7 separate regions of the Mus musculus genome follow, and all the other regions are linked to region 4. A link is a contact called in public HiCAR-type and promoter capture Hi-C data. All regions are on one chromosome and are shown on one strand. Each heading gives the region's core, a stretch centred on a gene start, on an enhancer-like site or on the middle of the called end of the contact. The rest is flanking DNA. Distances are from core to core; before and after follow the strand shown.

The links. Promoter capture Hi-C pulls out the DNA fragments that hold promoters and counts their contacts. HiCAR-type assays count read pairs that join an accessible place to other places.
Region 1: a contact with region 4 is called in a promoter capture Hi-C map of hippocampal neurons, with 8 times the contacts expected there. The contact joins the enhancer-like site here to the promoter of Gtpbp10 in region 4. A contact is called at or near these places in 8 of 39 promoter capture datasets (cranial neural crest, embryonic stem cells, hippocampal neurons and 4 more) and 1 of 115 datasets of contacts at active chromatin or transcription factors (stem cell-derived neural progenitor cells).
Region 2: a contact with region 4 is called in a promoter capture Hi-C map of second pharyngeal arch cranial neural crest, with 8 times the contacts expected there. The contact joins the enhancer-like site here to the promoter of Gtpbp10 in region 4. A contact is called at or near these places in 15 of 39 promoter capture datasets (the 3T3-L1 cell line, the C10 cell line, cranial neural crest and 9 more).
Region 3: a promoter capture Hi-C map of second pharyngeal arch cranial neural crest shows a contact between it and region 4. The contact joins the enhancer-like site here to the promoter of Gtpbp10 in region 4. A contact is called at or near these places in 21 of 39 promoter capture datasets (the 3T3-L1 cell line, 3T3-L1-derived adipocytes, the C10 cell line and 13 more), 1 of 115 datasets of contacts at active chromatin or transcription factors (embryonic stem cells) and 1 of 9 other capture datasets (liver).
Region 5: a contact with region 4 is called in a HiCAR-type map of astrocytes, with 8 times the contacts expected there. The contact joins the promoter of Adam22 here to the promoter of Gtpbp10 in region 4. A contact is called at or near these places in 8 of 39 promoter capture datasets (cranial neural crest, embryonic stem cells, frontonasal cranial neural crest and 5 more), 2 of 115 datasets of contacts at active chromatin or transcription factors (astrocytes and embryonic stem cells) and 1 of 9 other capture datasets (liver).
Region 6: a contact with region 4 is called in a promoter capture Hi-C map of liver, with 8 times the contacts expected there. The contact joins the enhancer-like site here to the promoter of Gtpbp10 in region 4. A contact is called at or near these places in 11 of 39 promoter capture datasets (the 3T3-L1 cell line, 3T3-L1-derived adipocytes, the C10 cell line and 7 more).
Region 7: a contact with region 4 is called in a promoter capture Hi-C map of pre-B cells. The contact joins the promoter of Dbf4 here to the promoter of Gtpbp10 in region 4. A contact is called at or near these places in 12 of 39 promoter capture datasets (the 3T3-L1 cell line, 3T3-L1-derived adipocytes, the HPC-7 cell line and 7 more), 1 of 484 Hi-C or Micro-C datasets (embryonic stem cells), 9 of 115 datasets of contacts at active chromatin or transcription factors (astrocytes, embryonic stem cells, epiblast stem cells and 3 more) and 3 of 9 other capture datasets (adipose tissue, embryonic stem cells and liver).

Annotation. Positions count from the first base shown.
Region 1 is chr5:8,310,994-8,313,693 of GRCm38.p6, reverse strand. All of the region lies in intron 3 of Adam22 (a disintegrin and metallopeptidase domain 22), which reads left to right. Among named protein-coding and RNA genes, the nearest start is that of Adam22, 56 kb to the left of the region's middle. Within about 2 kb of position 1,428, at least 39 of the 459 cell types and tissues checked have an H3K27ac peak or open chromatin away from gene starts, as enhancers often do. A contact at or near this core is called in hippocampal neurons, where this site is marked.
Region 2 is chr5:8,094,522-8,097,221 of GRCm38.p6, reverse strand. Adam22 (a disintegrin and metallopeptidase domain 22) reads left to right here. Exons shown (of 31, transcript NM_001310440.1): 27 at 2,042-2,149. Among named protein-coding and RNA genes, the nearest start is that of Sri, 39 kb to the right of the region's middle. Within about 2 kb of position 1,346, at least 5 of the 459 cell types and tissues checked have an H3K27ac peak or open chromatin away from gene starts, as enhancers often do. A contact at or near this core is called in second pharyngeal arch cranial neural crest, where this site is marked.
Region 3 is chr5:7,995,437-7,998,136 of GRCm38.p6, reverse strand. No RefSeq gene overlaps it. Among named protein-coding and RNA genes, the nearest start is that of Steap4, 36 kb to the right of the region's middle. Within about 2 kb of position 1,331, at least 15 of the 459 cell types and tissues checked have an H3K27ac peak or open chromatin away from gene starts, as enhancers often do. A contact at or near this core is called in neutrophils and second pharyngeal arch cranial neural crest, where this site is marked.
Region 4 is chr5:5,558,223-5,560,922 of GRCm38.p6, reverse strand. It overlaps Gtpbp10 (GTP-binding protein 10 (putative)), which reads left to right and starts at 1,382. Exons shown (of 10, transcript NM_153116.2): 1 at 1,382-1,490. The coding sequence starts at 1,458.
Region 5 is chr5:8,366,784-8,369,483 of GRCm38.p6, reverse strand. Adam22 (a disintegrin and metallopeptidase domain 22) reads left to right here and starts at 1,324. Exons shown (of 31, transcript NM_001310440.1): 1 at 1,324-1,608; 2 at 2,123-2,283. The coding sequence starts at 1,530.
Region 6 is chr5:7,909,789-7,912,488 of GRCm38.p6, reverse strand. No RefSeq gene overlaps it. Among named protein-coding and RNA genes, the nearest start is that of Gm30835, 49 kb to the left of the region's middle. Within about 2 kb of position 1,353, at least 3 of the 459 cell types and tissues checked have an H3K27ac peak or open chromatin away from gene starts, as enhancers often do. A contact at or near this core is called in liver, where this site is marked.
Region 7 is chr5:8,421,293-8,423,992 of GRCm38.p6, reverse strand. Dbf4 (DBF4 zinc finger) reads left to right here and starts at 1,277. Exons shown (of 12, transcript NM_013726.3): 1 at 1,277-1,526; 2 at 2,600-2,700. The coding sequence starts at 1,481. Slc25a40 (solute carrier family 25, member 40) reads right to left here and starts at 1,155. Exons shown (of 12, transcript NM_178766.5): 1 at 954-1,155.

The DNA of each region.
Region 1 (2,700 bases), core at 179-2,678, 2.8 Mb before region 4:
AAGAGTATCTTTTGACTCATTACTAAAATTATACCTTACTTTTTTTCATAGCATGAGGAAATTTGGAATAAATGTCTACCAGAATTCTACATCATTCTGAAATATATGTGAAGACTAGTGATTTTAATGTGTTTATTCTGTATCTATTATTTTGTTTTTATACCCACAAAGACAATATTCTATGCTTGCATTATTCATGATGGTTAAAGTTTTAAAACCTGGGGACAAATTTTGTGATTTTGGATTTCAGTTTAGTTGACAAAATCATTAATAAATAGAAGCTTTGAATTAGATGACCATGCTAATGATGATTTGAGTACTTGCCCTTTTTTTCTACAATTTAGAGAAGTTCATATTTCTTTTATCAGGATAAATACAATTTTAATTACTTGTGGTCGGTGGGGGAATAAAGCAGGGGTGAGATAGGAAAGAAGAGACCTGGGCTTCATTTTCACCATAGCAGGAAGGACAGCGGCCAATTCCTCTGTTTCCCACTCATTTGCGTTTAGCCTCCTGGTCCAGTCATTAAGGTTGCATTGTTGTGTCTTACAAATGCTTCTATCTTCTGAGAATTAGGAGAACTGCTACATTTCCTGTGACATCCTCAAGAAAAATCGAAAAGAGCTTAATACTTGGACACCTGCCTGTCTTTTGGTTCAAAGGGTAAAGACACATATAGAAAAAGAATGTAGAAGCCATTGGCCAACACTGGCCAGGAGCATGAAAAGCAGTAGAAATCCAAAAAAACTACCTTTCAGCAATGAGGAATCTCTTCTTGCTCAGAAACCTCGCATGCCACGGACTCTCAGAGAGAGGATGACCCTCCTGGTCCTATGGGTCTGTGTGCTGTACTTCAAATGGGAGGATGAGATTTTAAGGCTCAAGGCTTGACTTGATGCATGGTACTCTGTCACCTAAAGACTTTGTTTTTAAGACCAAGTTTCTAGTGTTGTAGATAGTGTGTGGGGGACTCCTCTCCACCCCCATCCTTACTGTCTGTAATACACTTTATTTATCAGTGGATCGGCCCTAAGCAGTCTAGCCCTTGGCTGAAATGTTAACAAGTGGAAATATTCAGAGATGGGCACTTTGGATGTGCCTCTTAGGAAAAAGCCAAGTGCATGACAGCATTGTGACTCAAAAGACCTAGATGTGGGCAGTAGCTCTGTGATGAGTTATGCAATGTTCTCCGTGTTGCATAATCTCTGGAAGTGAGTCTTCTTGACTTTAAAATGGCAAATGCTCTGCTTGAACTGACAGAGAACTTATGTAAAGATAATGTATGTTATCAGCTTTCCTAGGTAGTTGCAGATGATGCTTATTGATATCTGGCAACACTTTAAATCAAACTCACAAGGGAAGGGAGAAAGGACTGAGTCCTGTGAGTCATGTCCCAGGGAGTTCTGCTTGTTTTGGTTTGCAGCCTGCGATTCTGATTTCTGTCTAGCTCTCTCTCATTTCTGCTGTGTTCTGTCTTTTTTTCTAACTCGCTGTGTATGTGTGCCTTCAAGTTCAGCTGAGGGGGAAGGAATGCCTGTATTTGCTTCATTATCTCAGTGAGTCTTATTGGCTTCATCCCACTCCAGAAGAGTCACAGGCTCATCACTAAACCTGATACTGTAACCTTGCAGTACCTTGGGGCTCTTGTAGACCAGCCTGAATTTGGGTGTGGAATCTGCCTTTCCCAACCCACAGATGCTGAATTGGGCAGGGATGACTTCCTAAAGGACATTTAGGGTGTATATTACAGCATCAAAGAATGGCTAGTGAACAAGTCATTTTTATTTTATTTTTGTCTGTGAAGAAAATATGCCTATGATCTAAAAAGATAGTCAAGAAATAGCTGAGCAATGTGCACAACAAATGAAGAAAGGACTACATTTTCTTTAAAAAAAATTAACCACTTTATTTTGTATTTTGAAGATCTTTGCCATAAATTTATATTGTAGGAAAAAACTCTAGTAGCTTATTTTTCAGATTATATCAGGAAGGAAGGTAGGACGTACGGCCCAATATTGATCACATGTCTAGGATTACGGAATCCAGAGGCTCTAGGAACCAAATGTTTGGCATGTTTATAACATTTTATTGTGGTGATGTGCACTGTGAGAAGCATCATCTTGAGTGCAGTGTAGTTATTCATGCGTTTTCATCATCACAGTCATGCATCTCTAGAACGTCTTTCACTTTGTAGAACTGAACTTAGAAAAGAAAGAGAAAAATTTCTATTATGTGACTAAAACAGATTATAACAGCCAAGAGCATCAAACTCCATTCATTTAGATGACTCTGTGTGTGTGCATGAGTGCGTGTTTGTGTGTGTGTGTTTGTGTGTGTGTGTGTGTGTGTGTGTGTGTGTGAGAGAGAGAGAGAGAGAGAGAGAGAGAGACAGAGACAGAGACAGAGACAGAGACACTTGGGTTTGAACCTGGGACCTTGAGTATGCTCATCAGCTCCTTTATGTTGGATCTTTATCCTAGGCTGGGCCTGAGTTACTGTAATACAAGCAGACCGTGGACTATGGTACTCTTCCTTTAGCCTCCCAAGTAGCTGGAATTACAGGCCTGTTCCCCCGGGGCTGGCTAGATGACTATTTTATGAGATCATTTTTCACTTGTTTCTTGATCTTAGCCCAACACATTATTCATTCCATAGGAGGTTGGGCTGGAAAAAAAGTAACAGCATCAGAGAAACACCATC
Region 2 (2,700 bases), core at 97-2,596, 2.5 Mb before region 4:
AGAAAGGATAAGTGAGAAGAAGTGGTCTACTAACATATAATGGGTACTGTAGAGAGGATAAGCAAGAAGTAGTGGTCTACTAACATATAATGGGTACTGTAGAAAGGATAAGCAAGAAGTAGTGGTCTACTAACATATAATGGGTACTGTAGAAAGGATAAGCGAGAAGTAGTGGTCTACTAACATATAATGGGTACTGTAGAAAGGATAAGCGAGAAGTAGTGGTCTACTAACATATAATGGGTACTGTAGAAAGGATAAGTGAGAAGTAGTGGTCTACTAACATATAATGGGTACTGTAGAAAGGATAAGTGAGAAGTAGTGGTCTACTAACATATAATGGGTACTGTAGAAAGGATAAGTGAGAAGTAGTGGTCTACTAACATATAATGGGTACTGTAGAAAGGATAAGTGTTCAGACAGTGAAGGATGTCCAAAACTCTCAAGAAAGCTGTGAGGAAATTGATCATGTGTTACCGGCATTTACCATGTTAGGGAAGTTACTTCTATTCCTTGTGGGGTTTTAAGGTGACTGCTAAGAAGTAATACCAGCGTTCTGGATACTTTTAGGGTGAAGTCACTTTTACAGTGTGGCCAGAATGGTGAAGGAAGAAGTATCCTAGAACTATATTAAACTGGGACTTTTCTAACTCCACATCTGATTCCATTATTTTTGTGATACCTCTGTCAGTCAAGGTTGGAGCTAGTTTTAGAAACTAGTTTAGTGGAATTTTCCCCCCTAGTTATTGTATGGAGAGCTAGAAAAAGATCACTCAGGGTGAAAGTAAAATCCACGCTTTATTTGTATCAACTGAGCAATCCTTTTCAGATTTGTAATCTATGAGTATAAGTTATCCAAATGATGTAGGAGAGGATGTTTAGTCAGAAGCAACATTTTAACATTTCAACACCATAGGAATCAATATTATCAAGGGAACGTCTGAAAAGGGGATGTGAGGCTTAAAGCTTGGTATCTGCAGACAGACAGTCAGGGTAACTAACAGAAACTGAATTGGAAAGGGACTTAGGAACTTATGCTTGTTGGAGACTTATTGATGTGTACCTGTCGGAAATCCTTAGTCTGTCCCTAGCTTTTGACACCTCCACCTATAGCATGAGCGAAAGTGATCAAGATTTGGATGCATTTGGCTGTTTGAGGCCATGCATTAAATGATTTGATTGGCTGTAGGCAGAGTTGTCTGGGGGTTGGGGGTATTGAAGGTGTCTTTCCAGTTCTTGTAGGAGAGGTAGTGAGACTTCCTGACTCATTTATAAAGAGACAAATGGCTTCAATTTCTGCAGCCCAGGTTAAGCAGATGGTCCTGCCTTTCCCTCCTGCTATGGTGGAGATAGCCAACTGTGGCCACCATCTGTCATAGATGCTTTTCCATAGTCCTCCAAGAAGCTCAGCTACTCTTCAACCCTTTCTTCCTCTAATACATTCCTTAACACATTCTGCTGTCTGGTATAAAGTTATAGTTTTGATTCAAGTTTGATTCGTTTAAACTTCCTTTAAATAATGAAGCTGCAAACTGAACACCAAATTCCAATGAGGTTTGATTTGGATTTAATTATAGAATACCAATAAGCAATGCAGTCTTTCAAAACCAAATCAAGGTGATAGTGTATTTCAAATGATAAAGAATTTATTCATCACATTTGAAAAAAATGCCCTGCTTTATTGGAGCAAGGAATGTACAAACACATCTTCAATATCATTTTAAGAGACAGAAGCTATTGTAGTTAACATCTCTAGGTAGAATGAGGTCGCATTGAAAATAACTCATCTTTCCATATTTCTCCTGAAAAAAAAAAAAAAGGCTTTGTTCACCCACCCTACAAAGTCTCCATGATTACATTTCTGACCTCCACAGCTGGAATGAGTTGAACTTGTCGCATTGATTAATAACCTCATGTGTTATAGATTTGATCATGTAGACCATTATCCCTCCCCTCCCTTTTTCTTGAAATAATATTTGTATATGTCTGTGTTCATGTGTGTGTCTTGTTTTCTGACTCTGAAATGTTTATTATGCCTTAGACAGTTACCCCAGGGAGATTATGTAAAAAAGCCTGGCGATGGCGACTCTTTTTATAGCGACTTTCCTCCCGGAGGCAGCACAAACTCAGCATCTAGTTCTAAGAAGAGGTCTGCTTTTCTGTCGCATTTTCAGATTTCCACCTGTTCCATCACACATTATTCCATTAGTCAGAACATTTCATTATTTTGCAGCAGGTTTGATTACTTCTTCCTTCTTTCTTGAATGTTAAAATAGTATCCCTTGTTCTTTGATTGCTTTACTTCAAAATGTCATATGCTCAGAACCTGTGTTTTATTAAAAAAAAAAAATTAGGCCACAGAATTGAAACAAAATAAAATGACTCGAAATCCAGGGAGAAACCCCAGGGTTTTTCCGATCATGTTGCACATGGCTCAAGAAACTAAGCATTGTATTGAAAATATTTTCACATGGTGAGCTTTATGTCATGCTTGGTAGTCAAAGAAAAAGGGTACTGTCATGCTTCAATAAAGGCAATTAAGATAAATTGGCAATATAAGTGCTGCATTGAATAGTATTTAATTTTTGTATATTTCAAAGCTAAGCTTGCTGTGAAAAAAGATTGCTTCTCTGTGAATCATATATTTTAATATTATGATTTTTCTGCAATGTAGACTTTATAACTTTCATCTTAGTTAAA
Region 3 (2,700 bases), core at 82-2,581, 2.4 Mb before region 4:
TCCATGAGCATGGGAGGTCTTTCCATCTTCTGATAGCTTCCTCAAATTCTTTCTTCAGAGACTTGAAGTTCTTGTCATACGGGCCTTTCCCTTGCTTGAGTAGAGTTACTCCAAAATACATTAAATGATTTGTGCCTACTATAAGGTGTGTTGTCTTCCTAACTTGTCTCTTACTCTGTTTTTGTTTGTATAAAGCAGGGCTACAAATGTTTCTTTTTGAGTTAATTTTGTATCCAGCCATCTTGATGAAGGTGTTTCTCAGCGGTAGGAGTTCTCTGGTAGAATTTTGGGTTGGATGCTTTGACTTCTTCCATTACAATTCGTGTCCCCTTGATTTCCTTAGTTGACTTATTGCTCTAGCGAGAACTTCAAGTATTGTGTTGAATAGATATGGAGAGAGCAAACAGCTTCGTCTCATTACCAATTTTAGTGGAGTTGTTTTAAGTTTTTCTCCATTTAACTTGATGTTGGATATTGGCTTGCTGTATATTGCTTTTATTGTATTTAGGTATGTGCCTTGTATCCCTAATTTCTCTTAAGACTTCTAGCATGAAGGATGTTGGATTTTGTCAAAGGCCTTTTCAGCATTTAATGAGATGATCACATGATTTTTTTCTTTCAGTCTATTTATGTGAAGGATTCATTGATGTATTTCCGTATATTGAACCATATCTACATCCCTGGAATAAAACCTACTTGATCATGATGGATGGTATTTTTGATGTGTTCCTGGATTTGGTCTGAGAGTATTTAATTGAGTATTTTTACATCAATGTTCATATGAGAAGTTGGTCTGATGTTCTCTTTCTTGGTCATATCTTTGCCTGCTTTGTGTATCAGGGGGACTGTGGCTTCTCAGGATGAGTTTGGCGGTGTTCTTTCTGTTCCTCTTTTGTGTAATAATTTGAGGGTTATTGGTGTTAGCTCTTTCTTGAAAATAGGTATAATTCTATGGCAAACCCATCTGACCTTGGGGCTTTTAATTTTTTTTTATTTTTAATTTTTTGGTTGGGAGACTTTTAATGACTCCTTCTATTTCCTTAGGGCTGTTTAAATAGTTTACTTGACCATGATTTAACTTTAGTGTTATCTGTCTAGAAAACAATCAAATTCGTTAAGATTTTCAATTTTGTGGAGAGCGGGCTTTTGAAGAAAGCTTTAGGAAATTTTTTGAAATTCCCTAAAGGTTGGGCTGCTGGTGTTGCAGTTACAAATCCTGTCCATTAGGTGGCAGAAGAACACCATATTTGAATATTTTTAAATTGTTCATAATCTTTCCCCCCATTTGCAGGAGGTTACAGTGTCTGGAGGAGCTCCTTCATGTCTGAGGGAAGCATTTTAACTGATGCCAAGTGTTTCTGAAAAAGTAGAGGGCTAATATGATGCAGATGTGCTGCCAATGCCGCCCCGAACTGGAAAACTGGAAGGAATGATTGCCTGCTTTGCCTCACCTTTCACACCTTGAGCTCCTAGCAACAAAGTAAACTAGGAAGGCAGAGGGCAAACGAGTCTGGGGAATTCATGCTGTAAAGTCCCAGCACAGACCTGAGTAAGGAAGAGAGAGGCTTGGTGATGACAGAACAGGGTATGTCTGTCACATGATTCAGGTAGGAAGGGGATGCTGGTTGGGGTCCTGGTATAATTGAGGAGAAATTGACAATGATTATCGTTTTAAAAATTAAATTAGATATGCATGCTACTAAAGACAATCGTGAACTGGTATCACCTTCATCGACACAGGGCAGCACGTTCTATTCTAGTATGTAGATGCAGGCAGGAACAGACAGCGCTTAGGCAACTGAGAGGCTCAGCTGGTGAAGCCAGGACATGAGTTTGAGCCCCAGAACCCACCAAAGAATGGATGGTGGGCAGAGCGAACTGATTCCAGATCACGTATGCTTCCTCTCTCTACCCCCGCGTCACAGAAAAGCAAATGTGGGTTATTCTCACTGGAAAGCATGGATTCATCTATCGCTGTGTATAGACGACATGACCGAGGTATATATAAATCCCTGAAGATTCAGTTAAGACATCGTTAAAATTGGTAAATTCAGTTATATTACAGAATATAAGATCAACACATAACAGTTAGTAGAATTTCTACTACACAACTGAAAAATAAATCAAAACTAACTAAGCAAAGTATTTGGGATAAATTTATTCAAAAAGGTGAAAAGAACTTTGTAATGAAACTATAAAGTACTGATGAAAGATTTGAAGAGGACACACACACATACACACTCACACATATATGCTCACATATACCACAGTACACACTCACACAGACTACACAGACACCATACTCCCCCACTACAGACACACACACACACATACACTCACACACTCACACCACACACACTCACATACATACCTCACATACATACATATATACATACACACATATACCACACACACATGTATCCTCACATACAACACATACACACACCACGCATATACACATACTCACACATACCACATACTCACATATAACACACACACTCACATACATATACATACCCATATATACACATACCACACACAAACACATGCAACTCACACATATCACACATACTACACACACCACAAATACAAACACTCACACACTCACACTCATACACATACCCCATACCCATACACTCACATATATACACATACATACACACCACACAGACAACACAAACACATACACACTCAGACACC
Region 4 (2,700 bases), core at 133-2,632:
TTGTTATTATATTCTGTGTATGTTATGGGAAAGAGAGTGGGCCTATATTCAATAATCATAAATAAACATTAGAAGGTGTGTGCATTAGGCTAAACATTTTGGCATAATTTAAATGGCAGCACATTTTCTAGATTTAACAGGAAAAGTATGATAACAGCAACTTAATATTCTGGTTTTTAAAATAGTAAGTATATTTATTGAGGCTAACATCTGACATTTGGGTCAATATTTAATGTTAATCTACAGAGGCTAGAACCAACCAACCAAACATCTAAATGAAAATGACAGCTTCAAAGTCCAGGAACAGTAAACTAATCTAGACTGAGCAGTAGTTTCCACACTGTGTACTTCCAAATAGGACTCGCTCCTTTCCCAAATTCCCCATCCTATTGTTTAGGATGCAGAACCTTATCTAAATGAATTGGAGTCCTGTTTTCTAGTCTAGGACTCAGGCATGTAGCAGAATGCCCGTAACTGCAATTTTCAGAGTTTCAAGACTAGCCTTTGCCAGGTTCCAGCTAGGAAAGCGGCCTTAGAGGCGCAGGACCTCGGGCTATCTGTAACTAACTTTAAATCAACCTCATACTGAAAAACGGAACATAACAATTCCTTAAGGTTACTCTCAGCTGCACTGCCCTGGCCAGTGACCATGACTGAGTCACATTTCGCCAAGGATTCTAAACCTAATAATTCTAATGATAGAAAATAATAAATGAGCAGTGAAGGGAGACCCCTCTAGTACGCTCGTGTGCCTTTTTCACTTAAAGACTTGGCAGAAAGATTGGCGAAATGGGCCTGCCATTCAGTGATCTTTTTCTGAAGCTTCCTCTCCAAGCTGGAATGTAATCTCTCGTGTTCTCACAAGGACAGCCTTCAAATGAAAGGTGAAAACTCTCGGCTGAGTCCAGGTTGGGGTTTCTGTTTGCCTCCACTGCACACATCATCCTTTGTAAAAATCTAGATCGTCACACTTCTTTCAATACTTCTGTGCTACAAGTTTTAAGTGACTGGTTCCTGAAGTTTAAGCCTTGGCTAGAAAAATTGCTCAAGCCATCATCCAGCAGTCTTTTAGAGCTCTCGGTGTTTTGTACAAGTGTGTCTGTTGGAGGGGTCTTTCATCGTGAGAAAATCCTGGCACCTCAGGTTCTTCAGCTACCATAAAAATGTTTGTGAGGCAGGCCAGTCTCCAGCGCATAGCGTTCAAAGCGTCAACTCCAGAGACTCCTGCCCGGAGCCCTGCTTCCCCTTGCACACAACTTAGACGAATCTGGGCTCTGCACTCTCCTTCCTGCACCCAGAGGCGTCCAAAGCACACGCCCACCTTCCTCGAGCGCGATGCAGCACGCAGGCGCGGATCCGCTGAGACGTCACCTCTGCGACCAGTAGTGACGTCAGTACGCGCGCCCGACCGAAGTTTGTCCGGATTCTGCGGGCGGGAGTCCTGCCCCTTGGAGCTCATGGTGCGCTGCGGTTGCGCTTTGTTGAGAAAGGTTCGTGACGGGGGTCTCCCCAGCTTTGGTGTCTTCGCCGCTCTCCTCCTGGGTTGTCGTTCCTCGGTTCCCGTCTCCTGGGAGAAGATTGTGTCTCAGTGACACGCTGATGGCCGTTTGGGGTCCAGCTTTAGGGAATTCCTGTATTGTTCCCAAAGCACGTGAGAGGATAATTGGGGACCTGCCTGCGGTTTAGACCCGGCATTGCGGTGCACGTGCCGGCTTGTTTGTTTGTTTGGTTTGGTTCTCATTGTTTAAAAGAGAGTCCATAACCTGCTTTTATACATTTCTCCTCCTTTACACTGCTTTTGATATCTTTCTGAAGACTTTTCTGGAAGTCAGAATGTGTGTTTGCTGTGCCTCATATAGAGATTTTACGTCAATTTTTATGTAGTGCCTGTCTTAAAATCCACTTTTATAACAATCTGCAACCAACCGCTCAATTAAAAAAGAATCTCAGTGAGCTTAACTGGCAACGGTGTGTGAAAGCTAGAGGTCATGTACATAAGCTGTTGTTAGGAACAGCCATTATAAATGAGAGTCCTTAATAAATATGACAAATCTAGAAAATAAAGAAAAAGTCACATACTGAACACAGCTTTAAAAGCCCTTACCAGGAATATCTCAGGGTGGTCAACCTTCAGTTTGTTTTTGTTTTTTTTTAAACCCACAGATTTTTTTGATACCCAAAAGTACTGCAGATTACCAAAAACGTGAATATTAATTTAAACGATTGCTCTGTAATTTGAAAGCCTGGGATTATGACACACTGGCTTTATAAGAAGTTACCTACCTAGTGAGGGAAACTAAATGGAAAGTACCAGAGGATATAATCCAGTGTCCGAGGAAGCCTGAAAAGCCAGTCAGTGAGAGTGATGGGCCAAGGAGGCCTCAGATCATACAACCATAAGCCATAGTTTAGTTGTATTTGAGGATACATTGAAACTGACACCAGAAAATGGGTTTATGATAGAAAGAACAAATGATAATCTAAACAGAGGAGAAAGCATGAATAGAGTGGCAGGGAGAGTGGGCAGCTCAGAAAAGAACAGGAAGGCTCCAACAAATGACAGCTGTCCCGGTGAGATCCGGTGAGGGCTTTGAATCCAGCACTGTAAACTTTATTATTTCAGAAGCAGTAAAAACCCAAAGTCACGACTGTTTCTGAGTAAAGAGAGACATAGACATCGGGTTCACTTAAGGGGGAAAG
Region 5 (2,700 bases), core at 75-2,574, 2.8 Mb before region 4:
GATCAAATGCCAATATATAGATTTCAAAATCTATAAAGCTCAAGTTCTAATTATGTTAATATGTGTGTTATTATTATTTCATCCTGGTGAGCCTCTAACATTTGAGAGGGGCAGTGTCTTATTTAGGGCTTTATTGCTGTGAACAGACACCATGACCAAGGCAACTCTTATAAGGACAATATTTGCTTGGAGTTGGCTTACAGGTTCAGAGGTTCAGTCCATTATCAAGATGGGAGCATGGCAGTGTGGAGGCAGGCATATGGCAGGAGGAGCTGAAGGAGCTGAGAGTTCTATGACTTCATCTGAAGGCTACTAGGAGAAGACTGGCTTCCAGGCAGCTAGGAGGAGGGGGTTAAAGCCTACACCCACAGCGGTACACCTATTCCAACAAGGCTACACTTTTGAATAGTGCCACTCCCTAGGTAGGGAAAGCGGCCTGACAAAGTCGTTTTCCTTATCTATTACTGGTGCAGGTTTGAAGCTGACAGATATAGGAGGAAGCAAACATATCACAGAGTATCCGGCTGACTCACTCTTCACAAGTCTTCCTAGACCTCTGGGAGACATCTGATTCTCCTGGAGTTGGGTTAACCACTCTCCCTTAGGTATCAAAATTAAAATGAAATCAAATGTCAATTCAAAAAAAGGCGTGGAGAATGGACAGAGATGTCTCAGAGGTTTAAAACACTAAGTGTTCCTCCAGAGAAAATGAGTTGGATTCCCAGAACCCACAAAACCTTCTGTAACCCCAGTCCTAGGGACCCAACATTCTCTTTGGGCCTCCAACCATAGACACTGCATACACATGGCAGGTGCACAGACACACCTGTCAGCAAAATACTTCATAGGAATAAAAGCATTGAAAACCGCCTTGGGAAAATTCTTACCAAAAAGGCTTTTCTTAATTGCACCTCACAATGTGTGACTCACGCCCAGCACACAGTAGGCCCTCAGTCCAGATCTGTGGCAAAATTGACTTGTCCTGCACTCAAGGCATGGTCTCTTGGAAACACAAGAAATAGTAGTAGCTCGTGAGCAACCCTGTGGCTCTTCGCAGAACTTGGGGGCGAATTCGGGGTGCGGCCACTGTGCAGGTGACCTCCATCACCTCTCCTCCTTTGGTGTGCAGTCTACTTCTTGGGTTTTGGGTGGCTATGGTAGCGTCGCCTTAGAGACCAGCTAGCTGTGCGGGGAGGGAACTACATTTCCCAGCTACTCTGGTGCGCGCGGCCGGGTGCGGCGCGTGGGGCAAGTGCACCACCAGGGCCCTGCGCACCCGGCTCTTTCCCCCCGCTGTGCTGGCCACCAGCCCGGGCCTCCGCCTGGGGATGAGGTGGGAGGCGCTAGAAGCCACTTAGCTACAGGCTGGCGCCCGAAGCGGCGCTCGCTCGCTGCCCCCGCCACCGAAGCGCTCGCCAGGCACAATGCAGCACTGAGGCCACGGAGGCTGCGGTAGCGGCTCGAGCTGGGAAGGGGCGGTTGGGAGGCCGAGCCCCAGGCCCGGGCAAGAGCAGCTGAGCGCCGCCACCATGCAGGCAGCGGCGGCCGCGTCCTTCTGGCTGCTCTGCGTCTTGGGGACCTGCCCCCTGGCGCGCTGCGGTCGGGCAGGTAAGTTCGCATTTGCCGGGGTTTCCAGGACTCTTTGGAGCCTGGAGGACCCTCTAAAAGCCGCACCCGCATTTCCACAGTGCGCCGTCGTTTATTTTTTATTTTTATTTTTTGAAGGTCGGCGAGGAAGGGGTGTAAGCACACATGTGTGGGGGACCCGAGGATGCATCAGCAATCTGGGGTCAAATGCTTTTTTTTTTTTTTTTTTTCTCTTTCCTCCTGCAAAAGAAGAGTCTCCTTCAGGAAAACGGGAAAGGGGTGCCCTGTTTCTGGGCCCAGAGATGCTCTCGAAAGAGCTGGTTCCAGGGCTTTCCAGCTGGTGTCTCTGCGTCCTTCCCAGTTAGGTCCAGGAGGGAGGAGGCGGGGAATAAGGTGATGAGGAGTGCAGGATGGAGGACTGTGGGTCAGGGTCATTATTTTTTGCTGTTTCTCTCTACTCCCTCCTTCCCTCCTTCCCTCCTTCCCTCCTTCCCTCCTTCCCTCCTTCCTGCCTGCCTGCCTGCCTGCCTGCAAGGAGTCGCCTCACTGAAAGGACTGGAGAGGGGGAAAGAAAACCGCTTCCTGGAGCGCCAGAGCATCATACCACTGCGCCTCATCTATCGCTTGGGCGGCGAGGATGAAACTCAGCACAACCAGCTCGACACGCGGGTGCGGGGCGACCCTGGCGGACCGCAGGTGAGTGGCGGGGTTCGGGAGATGGTCCTCCACACTGCCCAGGGACCCCGCGTTTGCTTAGGGTTGCCCTGGAAATGCGGTGTACCGGGTGAAAAGAGCACAGTCCTAATTTGATTCCTGCATGATACTCTTGGTGTAAGTGCAAAAAGGAGGAAAAAAGGAACCAAAAGAAGGGTAGGCCAATGTTTTGCAGACGTGCTAGGGGGTAGGGGTGGCATTGGATGCTCCTAGTAGCCCTGTAACCTGAGCTAGGGACAAGAGGCACAGACCCTATCTCCTTAGTCAAGTGAAAACTGCACGGGGTAGGAGGAGTCTATTTAGGCAGGATATGCATCACCATCTTTGTTGTTTTAACTCTGAGAGAAAACATTATAAACCAGGATGATTATTGTAGAAAGAAGAGAGGAGAAGAAAACT
Region 6 (2,700 bases), core at 104-2,603, 2.4 Mb before region 4:
TCTTAAAAGCTACAGGGTGAATATGCTCTAGTCAGTCTTGAAAAGGGCAGGAAAGACTAACGTTGAATCCAGGAAAAATCTCAGCTGATGTACAAACAAAATAGCACAGGACATGCTGTTCTAAGGTTTCCGTTGTTGGCTTTACACCTCTCTGTCTCTGAGAAAGAATCCAGCTCACATATTCTGAACTGAATCCACTCTCTGAAGGCTGTGCCAGAAGGTAAGAAAAGCAAGCGTGTCCCTCAGGGCAGTGATATGATGGGCCTGTGTCCTGGACAGAGGGCCATTTAAAAGGTAGTTCCGGGGGTCACCTGCAGAGGGCAGCAGATCTGAATATAGGTCAGGCATAAGTTAGTTTCAAATATTAGGGGCTCTGATCATCAGGACCAACATCTAAAAGATGAAGAAGTCATGGGAAAGACCTAGCTGATAGTGTAACCAGAAAAACTGTGACTCTCTCTGAGAGCATTTTCCCAAAGGCATCTGTAGTGTGCTCTATGTGGCACAAAACCCAGAGAGGACAGAGCTACCTTAAGCACACATATGGCCACAGAGGTATTTAAAAGCATTTTGTGAATAGACCATGTGCATGGACATCAATATAAACAGCATATTCTAATATAAGTTGATACAGGGTATCTCTACATTATTGTGAAGCTTTTCTTCTCAACTTGTAATCACCATGTTAGAAAATGGTCGTGTTAGATAAAAATCTTACTTATTCTTCCTTCCAGAAAATAATGAAATGTTGCTTCTAGAATGTACTGTTTTTTCAAAGGCATTACTCCCTAGACGACCAAGTCTAAAGTTCTGAGTTTTCCCATGCTTGTGTTTCCTGCTGACCTCGTTTAGTTAATTTCAGATTCCCCAGTGCATTCGGGGGGCTGGAGGGGGTGTCAATAGATTCTCATGTCAGGATTTTATTTACTTCTTATCTCCACTTGACCAGGATTAAATAGTCAAGTTTTTTGTTTTGTTTTGTTTTGAAAGAGAATTTATCTAAAAAAAAAAAATAAAGCAAGATTGTTTTACAATGGTAGCACTGAACCAGAAAATTTTGTGTAATGGTGGGGTGATTCAATGAGTTAAAAATGTTTACCTGGTTTGCTTAGCTGCAGTTTCCCTAGTAGGTTATAGTAAGAGCGTGAACACTTGTCAGCGAGGCCTGCGTCTTCACACCACGAGCCATCCTAGATGAAAATGACTGACACTTTTAATTGTACTTTAAATTTATCTGGCTAACATCTGGGGCGTGACCTCAAATAAGGCGTCAAACAGAACAGAAGAGAACGTCAGGGCTAAGGACAGTTCTGGTCATGATTTGTGTCAGAGAAGAATTTGTAAACTCTTGAGCAATTTTTGTTGCGAAGACTTTTATTATCTTTTGACTTAGAAGTTTGAACAAACAAAACAGCTTCCTAGTGACAAAACGCAAAGCACACTAAACTCAAGCACATAAAAAAAAAAAAGAGCCACAATCACATTTTTACTTTCTAAAGCATGTAGTGAAGATATACTTAAAATAGTAATTAAGCTTTGGAATAGATATGATAACAGAAGTTTTCTTCCTGTGCGGGTTCTAGCCAGGATTCCAAATCTAATTTGAGAAATGTAAATACAATTATCTCTGTTACAACATCCGGTGGAGGTTTCTCATAGTCAGTGCTATTGACTTTAGGGTCAGATAGTTCTCTGTTTAGGTGCTGTTCTGTCCAGTGTGTCTATAGCATCTTTGCATTTCAGCCACTGGATGTTCAGGACTCCTCCAATACTGCTCTGTGTAAGCTGCAACAACCAACTATTTCTTAAGAAAGTGTCACATGCATTTAGATCGGCAGAGGGCCAAAACCCACCTCTAGTGAACACCTAGAATACTAATAGATTTACTGGGTAAGTATAGTATCAAAAAATTTTTAATTAATTTAATTTAATTTAATTTTATTTTACAGTCCAGTTGTTATCCACTTTCTGGTCCACTCTCCCACAGCTCCTTATTCCTTCCTTCCTACCCACCCCCCAACTCCACCCATCTCCAAGAGGATGTATGTGTGTATGGGGCCTCAGACCAGCTGGTGCATGCTGCCTGGTTGGTGGCTCAGTGTCTGAGAGACCACAGAGATTTGGGGTAGTTGAGACTGCTGGTCTTCCTATGAGGTCACCTTCCTCCTCAGCTTCTTCCAGCCTTTCCCTAATTCAACCACAGGGGTTCCCAACTTCAGTCCACTGGTTGGGTGTTAGTGTCTGCTTCTGTTTCAGTCAGCAGCTTGTTGGGCCTCTTGGAGGGCAGTCATGCTAGGCTCCTGTCTGTAAGCACACCATCAGCAATAGTGTCAGGCCTTGGAGCCTCCCCTTGAGATGGATTCCAATTTGGGCCTGTCACTGGACTGCCTTTCCCTCAGTTTCTTCTTCATTTTTGTCCCTGCAGTTCTTTTAGGCAGGGACAATTCTGGGTTGGAGTTTTTGACTGTGGAATGGCAATCACATTTCTCCTTACTGTTGGGCATTTCATCTAAGGTCCCTCCCCTTGAGTCTTGAGAGTCTCTCACCTTCCAGGTCTCTGGCACATTCTAGAGGGTCCCCCTACCTCTCACTCCCCAAGGTGCATAGTATTAAAATTTAAAAGCAAAACTTACCTGTGAAGAGAGGAGTGGTGGCAACTACTCAGTCCTTCTAGGGTTGAGGCAGAAGTATGGTGAGTTT
Region 7 (2,700 bases), core at 28-2,527, 2.9 Mb before region 4:
TCTCCACTTCATCTCACAAGCTCTACTCCAAGGCATTCCCCCTTCCCTCGTGGCTTTAATTCTACTCTGTATTAGTGCTTCTCAAACATTTGAACCAGTTTACAAACATGGAAATTCTGTTTCCTTTCCGTAGTTTACGCTTTGAAAATTGAATCCTCTCCTCATTTTTAAAAAATGTTTGCTCCTCCTTCTCAAGGTCTGTTAAGCACATGTATATTAATTCAAATTCATCAGTACAATGTCTCAACATATTTCCCTTTCTGGCTCCCTCCTCCGGACATTTCTTGAGATTACAAATTAGCTCCGACTGTCTAAAGCAGTTTAATACAGATAGACAGTTCGATGACTGTCGCTCCAGCCTCCGTCCATAACCTGTTTAAAACAAAATCATTTCTTTTAGCAATGCTAATCCAACTTGATGTTGTCTTTGGCGAATAGTCTCACAATTCACCTGTCTGTGCCTGAATATACTTATTTGTACTGACTGTCTTGAGGGTACTCCATCAAAAATCAATACTATAAGGAGTGTCTATTATAGCCAGGAGTTAAGAAATGCAGAACAGTACAAAGCATAACGTCTGTATGGGTGAGAGCAGAAGTATACTCCAAACAAGTTTTGTGAGGCATTTTCTCATTTACAAAGCAAAATTAAAACAAATCACGTACGCCTGAATTTCGTCTTGACCATAATCCCGTATTCCCGTTTTACAGATGAAAAACCCTGAGACTTCATTTTCCACTCTTTTATTGCTACAAAAAGGACAATTATACACACAGAGAGAAAGAACAGGTCTGTACAGAACAAAGTACCCAAAGGGCTGCGAGAGTCGGATCCGGCGGGTGGACCCCGGCCCCGCCGCCACCGCGGCCACCCGGGACCTTTGCGGCCCGTCTGCAAGGTCGGCGGGAGCCCAGGGCCGGCCCCGCGTCCCACACAGGGTTAACTGGAGTACCTGGTGGCGAGGCGACTGCAAGGCCCGGGTCTCAGCCAGCCTAGCAGGTGATGTCGACCACGAGGTGAAGCCTCCGAGGCTAACCGCGTCCACCGCCCTGGCTGCCCCACACTCCAAGTATGCAGAGCGGAGCCGGAACTCGAGGAGGACGCGGGAGAGCCGGGTCTGAGGCCCCGCGGGCTGGCGCGCCGGGGGCGTGGTCAGCATCCGGGGGCGGGGCCCGCGGGGCGCGAGGCGGGGCAGGTGGAGCCTGCGCGAGGCCGGCCCCGGCGTAGGAAGGGCGGGGAGCGCGTCTGGGCGCCGCGGTCGCGTGACGCGTTTTCAAATCTTTAACCGCCGCGGCTCCCGGGTCTGAGCTACAGCCTCTTCCTGCTCCGAGCCTCCGCGCCGGAACCGGCCCTCAAGCGCGGCCCGGCGCCGAGGCCGAGGCCGGAGCCGGGGCCGGGGAGGCCCTGGGAGCTTTGTGTTCGCGGCCGTTCCATGCGGCCCCCGGTGCGGACCCAGCATGTAGGTGCCTGGTGGCTGCCATGAACCTCGAGACCATGAGGATCCACAGCAAAGCACCTCTCCCGGGTATGGAGCCCCTCCCCCGCCGCGGTCCCTTTAATCGTTTCCTGCCTGGCTGGTTCCACGGAGGGTTCTAGAGAGTCTTCCTGCGGAGGGCCTCTTGCCGCTTTTGCGTTTCTGTGGGTTCTCGGCGCCCGCGAGGCGTTCGGTGTTGGTCTCCGTGAGGGACCGACGCTGGCCGGGCCCCTCATGCTCTCCCCGCCTCGGCCGCGAGCGACCCGGCATTCCCGGGGCTGCAGGCTTCAGACAATGCGCGGGTCCCCGACGGCCCCACGGAGGAGGCGCCCACGCCCATTTGTGACTGTTCCCGTCACTCGTGAGGGAGACGGAGAGGTGTATGTGTGTGTGTTTCAACCTCATAGACAAAAGCAGATTTCAATCTCAATGTTTAATATAAAAAATTTTCATTATAGGGAAAATTCCTAAGAGGTGCATGTGTGTCTAGTAACTAAGTACTAAAGTGCAGGTTGTCTTCGAAAGTTTAAAGAAGATGTTTGATTCTCATCTGCTTTTAAAATAAAAGATGGATGGCATAGTCCTTAGTGGGCTTAGGTTCTTAATATGTAAACAAAGTGCATGAACTCCCTCGTCTAGTTCTTTTAAGTACTAGACAAACTATGAAACCAAAATGCCAGCATTTAGTAACCCCTAAGAATTAGGTTGTTTATTCTAGATGAGTGTGTGTGGCTACCTAGGTAAATAAGCTTTAAATATTTGAAACACCTGTGTTGGGTTTTCACCGACCTGTTAATTACCCACATGACGTTTACACCATGAGAAGGTAAGTTTTCCAGAACAGCTCTATAGAATTCCTGCTTCATACACGGAACAGGAGTAAATAATAACTATTTTCTGCTGATTCAGCTCTTGTTCTCCAGTATAGAGTTTTGTGGAAACCATACAGGACAGTTTGCCTTCATCCTAAGTGGTAATATTAGGGAAAACATTTAGATTCTAATGACTTAATTTGTTATGACTAGTAATGTTTCCTTTCTGCAATAAAGCTGTTGAACATTTTTTGTAAAATAAATTAAAAATTTGTCTGCATAAAATGTTGCCTGATTCTTTTGTAATCACAGGTGGCATCCAAGACAGAAATGAAAAGAATCGACCATCCTTGAAATCCCTGAAGGCTGATAATAGACTGGAAAAATCCAAATATAAGCCCCTTTGGGGAAAA